2 separate regions of the Gossypium hirsutum genome follow, and region 1 is linked to region 2. A link is a contact called in public Hi-C data. All regions are on one chromosome and are shown on one strand. The core of a region is the stretch at or near the end of the contact, and the rest is flanking DNA. Distances in the headings are between cores, read along the strand shown. Region 1 holds the start of LOC107896838. Region 2 holds the start of LOC107896835 (WD repeat-containing protein PCN).

Region 1 (6,131 bases), core at 1,332-3,831, 210 kb after region 2:
CTAAACCCTAAATCTCCAAGTTTATTAAATTGATAAAAAATGTTTTTTTATATAAAAACAAAGAGAAAGCTTATTTTACATCACCTTTAATAAACTTGTAACTAGAAATAATGGTAATTAGCTAGTTTTGCCTCACATCATCTTTAATCAGCTTCTTATAATAATAACGATAAATAAACCATTCCTTACCACAATCCTAAAAAATTGTGTACCTAGAAACCTCAATAATGGAGACAATAACAATAACAAGATGAATCATTCAACTTTGAAAAGAAAAAATCATGAACAAAGTTTGTTAAACTAAATTAGCTCTTTCATACCATATCACTTAGATTTGACAACTTTAAATATGACATTATTACAAGAAACATACACTATATTGAAAAATAAATAAAATAAGACAAAGATATAAAAAAAGAAAACACAAAAATGACAGGAATATATAAATAGGCAGAACCCATTGTTACCGTCATTATGATTGCTAGAACAATCCTCATGCCATCCACCATTTCCGACTTAAGCCTTGTTTAATGCTTTAATAAATGCCCTTGTAACTTTCTCTATCAAAAGCATGTTTCCTCGTCAATATTCAGATTTTTCTGTTAATAAAATTGTGCCTTTGGGGAAATTCTTTCCTTGTTTTTAATAGTTTTTTTTACTTATCATTGTATTTGAAGTTGTGACATCTTTAATTCTCCATTCCCAATCATCAATTTTTCTAATTTAAAAAATAATTAATTTACTCCTTGTTCAAATTAATGTCTACTCTAATGTCTAAGCACAAGTTTAATGAACAAATATAATAAACAGTTATCGTAAAGAAAGATATAAGCACACGATATTTATTAGCACGATTCAGAAATAATCCTGCTCTACGAGCCTTACTCAAAATAGTTTATTCAAACATTAGTTCAGTAGTCTATCAATTAAATCCCAATCTATCCCTGCACAAGTAATTGCAACCTTAATAATTAACTTCAATTTATTACAATCACTCACTCAAACACCTCGTTTACAATAGTTTCAAGTCTCTTTAATATTGCCTAGAAAATGAGTGCAAAATACAATAGCAAAGAGACAAGCAATACCAACACAAACACTATCCAAAAATATGCATCTCTATATGTGAATAAACGACCTATTTATATGCACAATACGATTGCTTCCCTTAGCGAATTTTTTGTAGATAAATTAATCATTTTAATTGAATAATAATCCAAGATATTTACCTCCAATATTTATTCAAAGATAAAGCCTTATGAGCTAACTAATTCATCAATTTAATCCACAAGATAAATTCTTAAAGAATAATAATAAGTTTTATTAGATAAGACATGTCGATCTTCATGTTTCGTCAATCAGAAAAATTTGATCATTATAGTTTTGAATGAGATAAATTAAGTTAGGAGAATCATTTGCTTATAGAAAAAGTAAATATAGAGATGAAAAGTCAAAATGGCAACATCTAACTTCACTTGAGTTGTCTTGAAGTCATGTCCAGAATGTTGTCCAAAGATAGATCTCGAAATCTATTTAAGCATGTGAATGAAAAAGCAGTTCAAGAAATTATTTGAACATGAATTAAAACATCAACAATAACGGAAGTCTCAATAGTAACAGCAAATCTCATTTTCACTACCACTTCCATTACCATATAAAAAGCCCATGTATGGTGATCCAAAAACTTGTTTTGTTAAAATTATAATCTATAGGCCAGAAATCAACATAGTAATTATGTAGTAGAAGGATATGGTTATCGAAACTCTAAGGTCTTCCATCCATCAATCTTTTTTTTTTTTCTCTTTAGAGATTGTGGTGTAATTGTCAATCTCCATACTATTGTAAAGGTAGGAATCATTGTATCATTGTGAAACATCCCCTTTGTATGTAATCTTCCAACCAGCCACTATTTTCGTTTCTTGGGTTTGTTTTTTGAGCCAAGTTTGTCGGTGTTTTGACTTCCGGTCACTATTTTTCGTAAATTGACTTTAGCTTAGGCCATAGCCTCCAACTCCATCTAATATATATAACTTGATGTTACCCCTAATGCTATCGTGACTAAAATCCCGAGGAAACCAGTTGTTGGTAATATACGAATTATGAAACTATGTATATATATACGAATTACTATGAAATAAATAAGTAAATGGGGGGATTAAGTGATTGATTGAGAGTGAAAGACGATTTCCTTGACACATGAGTTTACAATTTAGACTTTCCACTTTGTTGTCAACAACCATCCCCACTGAGATTGAGACTCAAGAAACAAATTTCAATTGTGTAGTTTCTTTCTTCCATTGTTTGCTATATAATTCATATGTTCACATCAACCTAAAGCTAATTCAAGCTAAGGGAAAAAAAATAAAGAAAAGAAAGAAAGACAAAAGTTAGAGAGGGACACGTTCGCCTTAGGAGCTGAAGAAAGCAAATAATGTGGTAGCACTAAGTATGGAGAGAGAGAAAAAACAAAAAAACAAAAAACCCCATACAAACAAAAAACCTAAAAAATAAAAGCAAAGCAAGCATGTGGACAGTGGGGTTTAAGAGATTTTTTATTTTATTTTATTTTATTTTTTACTACAGCTTATGCAACTACTACTTCGTACAACCTGTAAATAAAAATTAAAAATAATAATAGGAAAAAACCCCTTTCTCTTCTCTTCTTTTCTCTTCCCTTTCTCTTTTCTCTCCTCGCTCTTTCTCTCTCTGTATGTATGTATGTCCGTTGCATTTATATAAACATGCAGTAGCGCGTTTCTCCATTTTTTCTTTTTGAAAATTTTTGTGGTAAATGAGTGTGAATATTGGGCATCCCCCAAATTGCCCAAATCTAGCTCATTTTCATCGTTTATGGTTTTGATTTTGCTAATCAATTCCAAGGATTGCGACTCATTCTACTACCGTTAGCAGTATTTTATTTTTTTTATTTTTTGTTTCCTTCCTTTTTCCTTTCCTTTTCTGCTCCCTCTCGCTTTACTCTCTTCGCCTCTCAGCTTATTCTACAAGTTGATGTTCAAATAGAATCCTAAGTTTACCTTTTTTTTTTAAACTATGGATCTGCTTATTTGACAGTTGTTTTTTTTCACTGTTTTCCTTGAAAGCTCATGCAATTGCTTCAATGCCGTTTACTGTTTGTCCCCGTCACATTGCTGACCCGCTTGCATTATAAATGAATTTCCACACTCGTGCTTCCGTCCCGCTGCTTCCGAGTCTCGCGATGCTCCTTGTGTTTATCTGCTTGTTGTTAGTCTCGCCTCTACTGGTTCAATCTTTTGATGCTAATGCCTCTTCGACAAGCGCCGCCAGAGCCCTGGATGCGCTCCTTCAAGACTATGCTTACAGGGCCTTTGTACGCCCTAGGACTGGAGTGCCCTACGATGCCCGTGTTCCTTCTAATTTCACTGGGATTAGTATTACAGCAATGAGGCTGAGGAGTGGTAGCTTGCGGACCAGGGGTGTGAGGATGTACAAGGAGTTCGAGATCCCCATTGGAGTTGTGGAGCAACCTTATGTGGAAAGGCTTGTTTTGGTTTACCAGAACTTGGGCAATTGGTCCCTGCGGTATTATTCGCTTCCCAACTACACCTATCTCGCTCCTCTTCTGGGTCTTCTTGCTTATGATGCTTCTAACTTATCGGCTACCGATTTGCCGGAATTGGATTTAAGAGCATCTGGGGATCCTATAAAAATCAAGTTTTCAGATGTTCGACCGGCTCCCAATGGGTCACTGCCCAAGTGTGTTTGGTTTGATTTACATGGTTTGGTTAAATTAAGTAACTTGACATCAGCCAACGAGTGTTCAACTATCCAACAGGGGCATTTTTCTATCGTTACTGAGTCAATTGCTCCACCAAGCCCACCAACCAGAAGTGAAGGAAAGGAGAGTAATAGAAGAACATGGATAATTGTTGCTTCTGTTGTGGGTGGAGTGGCATTGCTGGCATTCTTGGGATTCCTTGTACTCTGGGCACGCAAATGCAAGCGGAGAAAGAAAATGCAAGAGATGGAAAAGGCTGCTGAAGTGGGAGAAGCACTACATATGACCTCCGTTGGGGATACAAAAGCTCCGTCGGCAACGGTCACTCGGACTCAACCAACTCTTGAGAACGAATATGTGCCCTAACCCTCCCTCTGTGATATACGAGCATTTTCCTGTTTTCAGTAATTCTTCTGTTCACAGCCTCACACCCATTCTTTTTCTTTCTGGCGGTTTGTTCTTGGTAACCTCTCGGTTGTAGTGTGGGTAATATAGGATTCTTTTTTGTGTAGGTCTGTTATTATTGCTCAAAAATCTTTTCATAATTCTATGATTCATTGTGGTGTGCATTTAGCCGAAATGATTTTATTCTATATGTCATGAATTATAGTTGTCTCATTCGTATGGAATAAAACCTTTTTTTTCTTCCTGGGGTGCCTTGTGTTTTTGGATTCACTTTTGTCTGTTTCTGTCGAATGTAGGATGAAGGTTGCTTTGTAATCAAAGCAAAGCTGATGTTAAAGCTTGACTCCAACTACCGTTGGTTTGAGGCAAATGTTAGGCTTGGACATGTGTGGCTCTGAGTTATAATTTTATGTTTTACTCTGTCTACAATTTTTGGTTAGCTGTGCTACAGAGAACTTTATTCCAACTTCTTCGCTTGTAGCCAATTTTGGTAATCCTTGTGCATTCTGTTATCTTTTTTCTTGCTTAAGGTAGCTGAGCTAGAAACAAATGTTTGTTCTTTCTATAATGGTAGTCTTAAAAAGGTTAATGATCTACAAGGAAAGTTATTCTGTAAAAAGAAGTTCTAAAAAAATGTTCTATCAGTAAGAAAGTAAGGTATATATGACATAGAGGAGGTGGAGCAGACTCCGAGACTTTTCCCTTTAAATTTTAACCACAGCAGGGATTAGGCACTTTTGGAACCCATCTTCTTTGGTTGATGCAATTTGGCCATCTTCAACATCTTCCGTTATTTTTGCTTGCTTCTTGAAGTGTAGCAATTGTGAAGCCCCTTTTGCATCTTTTGTGACATGATGTATGTGGTATGTAGTAAGTCTACATTAAAAATTATACTGATCTCTAAATATTTTGGTAACGGCAAAACATTGGTTCCTTTTTACTTTTCTAAGGTCCTACTCCCCTCTTGAAAGTGCTTGTAGGAAATCCTTCTGGTCTGATATAAATGATGAACATTTCTCTTCCCTGAAATCTGCTTATCTTGAATGCCAATTTTGTTTGTAGACTTCATTGCTAAATATAATTTTCTGATGGACTTTATCAAGTTGGAAGGGTAGTTAATTGTTGAACAATGCATCTTACATTTGCCCTCAACCTTGGCCACTAAACTCTATTTTCCACCTTGACTCTAGTTTTGTCACATAAAAAAAGGTCCTGCTCACCAGAATGCAAGTCCAATACTACTTACATCTCTTGAGTCTTGATGAAGAAGAGATGGAAGTACTTGGAAGACAGAAGAGAGAATCTTCAAATAGGTAACTACTTTGTCACATCTCTGCTCATCAGAATGTAGGTCCAATACATCTCTTGAGTCTTGATGAAGAAGAGACAAGTTCTTGGAAGACAAAAGAGAGTATCTTTGAATGGATAACTATCTTGTATAGAATAGTGGATGTTAAACTTGCTGTCCAGCCATTAAGCAACATGTAATATGCTGAAACATTTGCATCTTGAATAATTCCTCTCAAATCCAATTTACTTTAGCAGGCGTATAATTTAAGATGTACATCATTATATTCAAGGCATCAACAGCCATCCTCTCTTTACTTTCTACTTAAAATTGCATTTGGTAGTGTGGTTAAGCATGTCTTTGCGGGTTCAGTAAACTTGGCCTTTTCCATGATGTATTTCTTGAGTTCTTCCGGAGACATAGGCTTCTTTATGGCTACTTTTTTCCCTTTTTGCTAGACAAGACTAGTTCATGTTGTTTCTAGAAAGAAAATAGTATCTGCTTCCCTTTTTGGTATTTATCTGTGCCATATAACCATGGCTTACCTAGAAGAAATTTTCTAATAGTCGTAGGCTTGATATTACACCAGTTATTAATTTTATAGCTACTATAGGAATCGAAATGATCATTTTTATAGCCACTGGAATGGTGTTTTTCTTTTTCAACCCAAGTGATCTTGTA
Region 2 (6,013 bases), core at 1,383-3,882:
TTTCCTTTTTTTAATATTTTGGCCTTAGAAGAAAACGTGCATAGAGCATACCCCCCCCCAAAAAAAAAATCCACTCATTGCCATTCATACCTGTCCATCAGACCCAGCAGAAAACACCCTGGTCTGCCTTGGAGATGCTGCCAAGGCATTCACATCACCTTTGTGGGTGGAATGTGCCTGAAGAAGAGTCCCATTATCACCATTCCAGAACTGAACAGATCCGGTGCTGTCTGCACTAACAACAGTTCCGCACCTGAATTCAACAAATAAACCAACTATGAAAACGAAGCGCATTAACCATTGATAATGCAACAACCATAGATATTTCACCAGATTATGCAACTATGTGCACGATCAGTTGAGATAGACAATTCAACATGTACCTCAAAGAAAGTAATGACCATACACAAAGCTCAGGCCCACTTCCCAAACCTCCAAGACCTACTACACTTCTGAAAATTTCATGACCCAAATCAGCATTCCAGCATCTAATTAACCTGCAAGAAAGTTAGCACAGATGTTACCACACTAGACAAGATTAGATTCAATAAAATAAGAGCAATTTCACTGTAAAGCATGCACCATCAGCTCATAGAAGTGGGGATAGCAAAACTATATCTGTCTCACGGATTTAGCATTCATCTACTCCAAATGGTGAGTTGTTTTTTTTTTTCTGAAAGTGGAGATGGGCAATCGAGTGCAGCAGTTTCAGAAAAAGCTTGCCCCACTCCTCACCACCTTTAAAATTAATATTTTACCCCTAAAAATACTCTGTATCCCTTTTATACTTTTAGTATATATATTAGACATATGTATACGTACTTAAATCATATGTATACAAATCTTATATATACTTTCATTATATAAATGCATGTTATAAATACTAATGGATTATATCATGAAAGAACTATTACAATTTACACAATATTTACTTAAAAATAACTAGTAAAAAATGGGGTAGAGCAGTGAAAGCAGTGTGGAGCAGTTATTAATGTAAACGCTATCCATCGGGATGGATATTTTCAAAATCCATGCAGGACGGGGGCAGAAGTGGAAGAGCCAATCCCCACCTCCACCCCACTACATTACCATCCCTAGTCCCTACATAGGAGTACAGTGGAATTGAAATTAATGATATAAAATCAATCAAAATGAGAAATTAATAAGCAAGCATTCCCAGAATTATCATATTACCATATGAATAAACTGTTGTCATAAAAGAACATGCAGCATATTCACTTAAAGACAAACTTACCCATTGCTACTCCCTGAATATATCCTGTTTGAGTCATGACTCCAGGTCACACTTAGAGCACGTCCTGCAAATAGTATTAGCACCTATAAGCTCCGACTAAAACTAAAAGCAATAACCTTGGAAGAATTTTTGCTCAGGTGTAGATATCTCACCACTAACCCTAGGCAATGATTTTTGGTAGATTAACTTATCAAGATCAGAAATAGTGTACATTCGCACAGCTCCATCATCACAAGCAATTGCTACACGTCTATCTTCCATAACTAGTTTCTGATAAACTTGTTCTGAGTCTGAAACATCTCCACTTTCACAGTTTTCATCATCATCAGTATCATTGCATTCATATTTATCATTCAAATAACCATTTCCAAAATTCTGAGACCTAGTCTCTTCATGAGTTGGCAGTCTATTAATCGGTGCCACAGCCATCTGCCAGATTGAAACTCCAATTGACTCTAGCACAATCTGCATAAGGGTTTAATAACATAAATAAACAATGAATACAAGATAACTTCTATTCAAAGCTTCTTGCACACTAGAAGGGTAATGTGAAAGAAAGGAAGAAAGAAAGAAACCCATTCAATGGGAGTCTATCAACAAAATCTACGTAACCATATATCACTCTCATTGAATCATAGCAGTATCTCATACTTCAACCAACATAAACAATTAAGCCTACAACAAGGCAACCGGAAGAAAATGATAAGAGAGGGACTCAGAACTCGGGTACAATCTCATTATTCAAAAAGGCCATAAGTAATTAATATAAATGTTTCATTGAGGTTGGAGAGGTTAGAATCATCCAATAAACCCCGTTGGATTTAACCAATAGGTTAATACGACAGAGAATACCACAAATGGCAAAAGCGAGGAAAAATAATGAAAAGTAACCTTCTGCTTCAAGTCGAAAAGATCCCATTCCGAGACTGAGCCATCAATACTCGAGGAGAACAACCTGCCAGGAGACGGGCCTTTTGAACCAACGCAACACCACACCAGCGAGGAAACTCGACAAGTAGAATCCCCATGAATAGTCTACACAAAGCCACCAATAAATTAAACTGAACTAAAACGAAAAAGATATAGTAATAACATGGAAGAAGAAAAGTTGAGGGTACCAGCTGCTTATGCCAGCCAACAGAGCCTGGAGAGACAAGCCAAATCTCGAGGGAGCCATCCTCACGAGCGGCCGCAACCTGAGAGTCGTCGGGGCTGGTAGCAAGGGCGACAACCGGAGACGGCTTCCAGTCGATTGAGCTGGTTCGGTAAGCTTTGGGGAGCATTGTGGCTGGGGCGGCTGCAATCCTTGGAGGCCAATTTCAGGGTAGAAAGCAGTAAATAAAACTCTAGGCGATGCACAGATGTACATATATATACCTAGTAGGAAACCTCCGATCTAATATTATAATATCATTTAATTAATGCATTATGACTTATTTGACCTTCTAACTTTAATAAAAAATCATTTTAGTCCTCATTTAGTTTTTAGTCTTTTTTAACTTTAAAACATCTAGTTGTTGATGTGACATACACATGGTTTGTCATGTGAATACTATGTTAGTAATTAATTAAATTTTAAAAATTTTAAAAAATCTAATATAAATTATAAAATAATATTTTTTTAATCTTTTTAATTTTAAAAAATAAATTAATTACTTATGTGACATACAAGTCAACTATCACGTGGATGGTCATTAAAGTTAACAGCTATTAACTTTTTCACCTATTTTGGGTGATCTGACCAACAATACAAGTTAAAAGGTTATTTTATATGAAAAACTAAAATTGACTTTTTCAAAAAAATTGAAGGGCCAAATGAGTTATTATGCCTTTAATTAATATTATTTTATATCTTTTTTACTAATAATTTCTTTCTAAAAAAATATTACTCTTTTTTAAAAATTTTGATGCCAATTTTATAAATATTTTTTGAAAGCTATTTCATGATAGATTTATAATTTTTTATATTTTTTATTCAAAAATAGATGTTAAAAATAAAATTAGAAGTTAAAATGTGAGAAGCTCAATCCAACAGAGTCCCATTCATCGAACCACGAGTAAAATGATAAAAAAAATTATATTAGGTTTTTATTGACATTGATATTAAGGTTAATCCTTAAATAACCATTATTCTTTATCCTTTATAAAAAAAATAGTAATGAAAATGCATAAACGTATAATTTTTTAATAATAAAAATTATTTGATTTTATTTTCTATTAATAATAAAAATATTTTATTTTCTATTGGTTCACTTATCTTTATTTAAATTTAATTTAATTTATTATATTAGTAACATTCTTATTTATTTTTATCATAATATTAGACATTAACTTAATTACTATTTAGTAATTGTTTTTTAGGGTAAACTATAAGGATACTCACTCAATTATGCACTTAGTTCTATTTTAATTATCCAACAATCTTTTTTCATTTTAGTCACTTAATTTTCGAAATTAAATATTTTAGTCACTCTTCCATTAGTTGCCATTAACTCAATAACGGAAGTCTGACATGGGCTTTTCTTATTAGCATAATAACAAATTTAGCCCTCCAATGTTACACGTTCTATTAATTTGGTTCCAAATCTAAAAATTCAACAAATTTAGCTCTTAATGTTTACAAAACTTGTCATTTTAGTTCTGATTCTAAAAAAATTCAATATATTTAGCCCTCAACATTTACAAAATTTGTCAATCTAGTTCTAATTCTAAAAATTCCAAATTAAAAAGAAAAATTTTAAAATTTCATTTTTTGATAAAAATTATAAAAAAAACTTCAAAAATGTAAAAATTATTATAAATAAATAAAACACGTGTATTAAAAAATAAAAAAATACAAACAGAAAAGAAAAAAGATATTAAATTACTTTAAAGCTTTCCTTCAAATAAATTTAGGTTTTCCATCAACTCGCCCATGGATCTTATTGGATGTTGCTAGTAGAAGTCAGGCTACACGTTAGCTTTTCCCATTAAAATAAACAATGCTCAACAACTCCGACCATAACCTTGGAATCCAAAATGCAATTGGTATACGACCTCCATAAGCCCTACATGTGTTCTTTTTCAAGAGGACTTGCAACATCAAGTGGTTCCACAATAAGCCCAACGAACCTCCGTAGGTGGAGCGCATGGAGTCTCGAGCCCATGGATTGTTTAACCATCCTAAGATATCGTGACACCAACCTATGAGGTCACATCACCGCCCCTATAAGAAAACATGATATGACCCTGTTGCTAGTAAGATCTTGACACGTGGCATGTATCTACCTCCTGTATATAAACCTTCCCATTGTACTGAGGAAGGGCAATAGAATAGAACATTCCATCCCTTGATCATCCTTTCACTCTTACTCCCAACCATTCTCTCCTTCTTTAAATCCATATAACGTGACAGTTCTTCGTGTTACTAGGGTGAACCACCACCATCTTCCCTGTTTACTCCTCCTCGTTGACTTCTCATGTTAACAATTTGGTGTAGTGAATGTGCACTTGCAATGACAAACTAGATACTAGTGTTGTAACACCCCTAACCCGTATTAGTTGCCAGAACAGGGTTTCGAGGCATTAACAAGATTTACATTTCATTTAACAAAAATTTCAATTAAATACTTACCGATTTAATGCATCATACAAATAAATATTTTACCGTTCAATCAATAGCTTGGCACTTGTCTAAGTATCAAACATCAAGATTGTTAGTATACTTGTACATATTTCATATAATTTCAACATTGATATACCTATTTTCTCTGCATATCACACTTGAGTTTAATAATAGTCTCAACTTACATAATTTCCTTGTATCAACATATCAAAGATAATCATATATGTACATGTCACGAAACATATTATTCTCTTACCGTTTCTTCATAAGCATATATCATTCATTTCGTTATATCAATATTTCATGCACCATCATTTCCTTATATCTTATGTATATTTATTTCTGTAATAGTTCATATTAAACTTAACATAAATTAAATTCCTTATACCAATACTTATTTCATTTATCTATCTTCTTAATTATTTCATACAACTATTTTGTACATATATTTCCATATAACCATTCATCATCAGATACATATTACCTGAATATCAATTGTTCAACTGATGTCATAGCATCTCCCATCCACAGTCTTATTTATCTTCGACATGATGCCATAGTGTCTTTCAACTATGGTCTTACTCATTTTCTGTCATGTTGCCATGGTATCTTTCAACCATGGTTTTATTCATTTCCTGTCATGTTGCCATGGTATCTTTCAACCATGGTCTTATTCATTCCCGTCATGTTGCCATGGTATCTTTCAACCATGGTTTTATTCTTTTCATGTCACGATGCCATGGTATCTTTCAACCATGGTCTTACACATTTCATATCATGTTGTCATGGTATCTTTCAACCATGGTCTTACACATTTCATTTCAGAAAGCACACTCTCGCGAACCTCATCCTTACAGTAGGATTATCAGTCCAGTCTAAATCCCCTGTAACGAGAATTACTGTAATGAGCTTGGATCTGAATTCCAGTCTAGGCTAAATTCAGACCCTAATTCAGATTACTTGTCCTGGCTAAATCCATTTTCCACATATTCTTCGGGAGGGCTATATCAGAATAGGATCACCCATCCAGGCTAGATCCTTTGTACCGTCAATTCCTTTTCAGAGATCCATCAAATATATCAATGTTTCATCAATTTTCATACAATGAACATTCAAATCATATTCACATCAATAACATACATTTCAAGCATTTA

Evidence for each region. Hi-C and Micro-C count contacts between places; a contact is called where the count stands out from the background.
Region 1: a contact with region 2 is called in a Hi-C map of leaf, with 2.2 times the contacts expected there. The contact joins the promoter of LOC107896838 here to the promoter of LOC107896835 in region 2. A contact is called at or near these places in 4 of 34 Hi-C or Micro-C datasets (anther, hypocotyl and leaf).

The regions. Positions count from the first base shown.
Region 1 is chrA10:88,250,357-88,256,487 of Gossypium_hirsutum_v2.1, forward strand. LOC107896838 reads left to right here and starts at 2,582. Exons shown (of 1, transcript XM_016822128.2): 1 at 2,582-4,404. The coding sequence starts at 3,170. The coding sequence ends at 4,123.
Region 2 is chrA10:88,043,894-88,049,906 of Gossypium_hirsutum_v2.1, forward strand. It overlaps LOC107896835 (WD repeat-containing protein PCN), which reads right to left and starts at 2,633. Exons shown (of 11, transcript XM_016822124.2): 1 at 2,374-2,633; 2 at 2,147-2,290; 3 at 1,408-1,720; 4 at 1,256-1,319; 5 at 384-497; 6 at 91-253. The coding sequence starts at 2,538.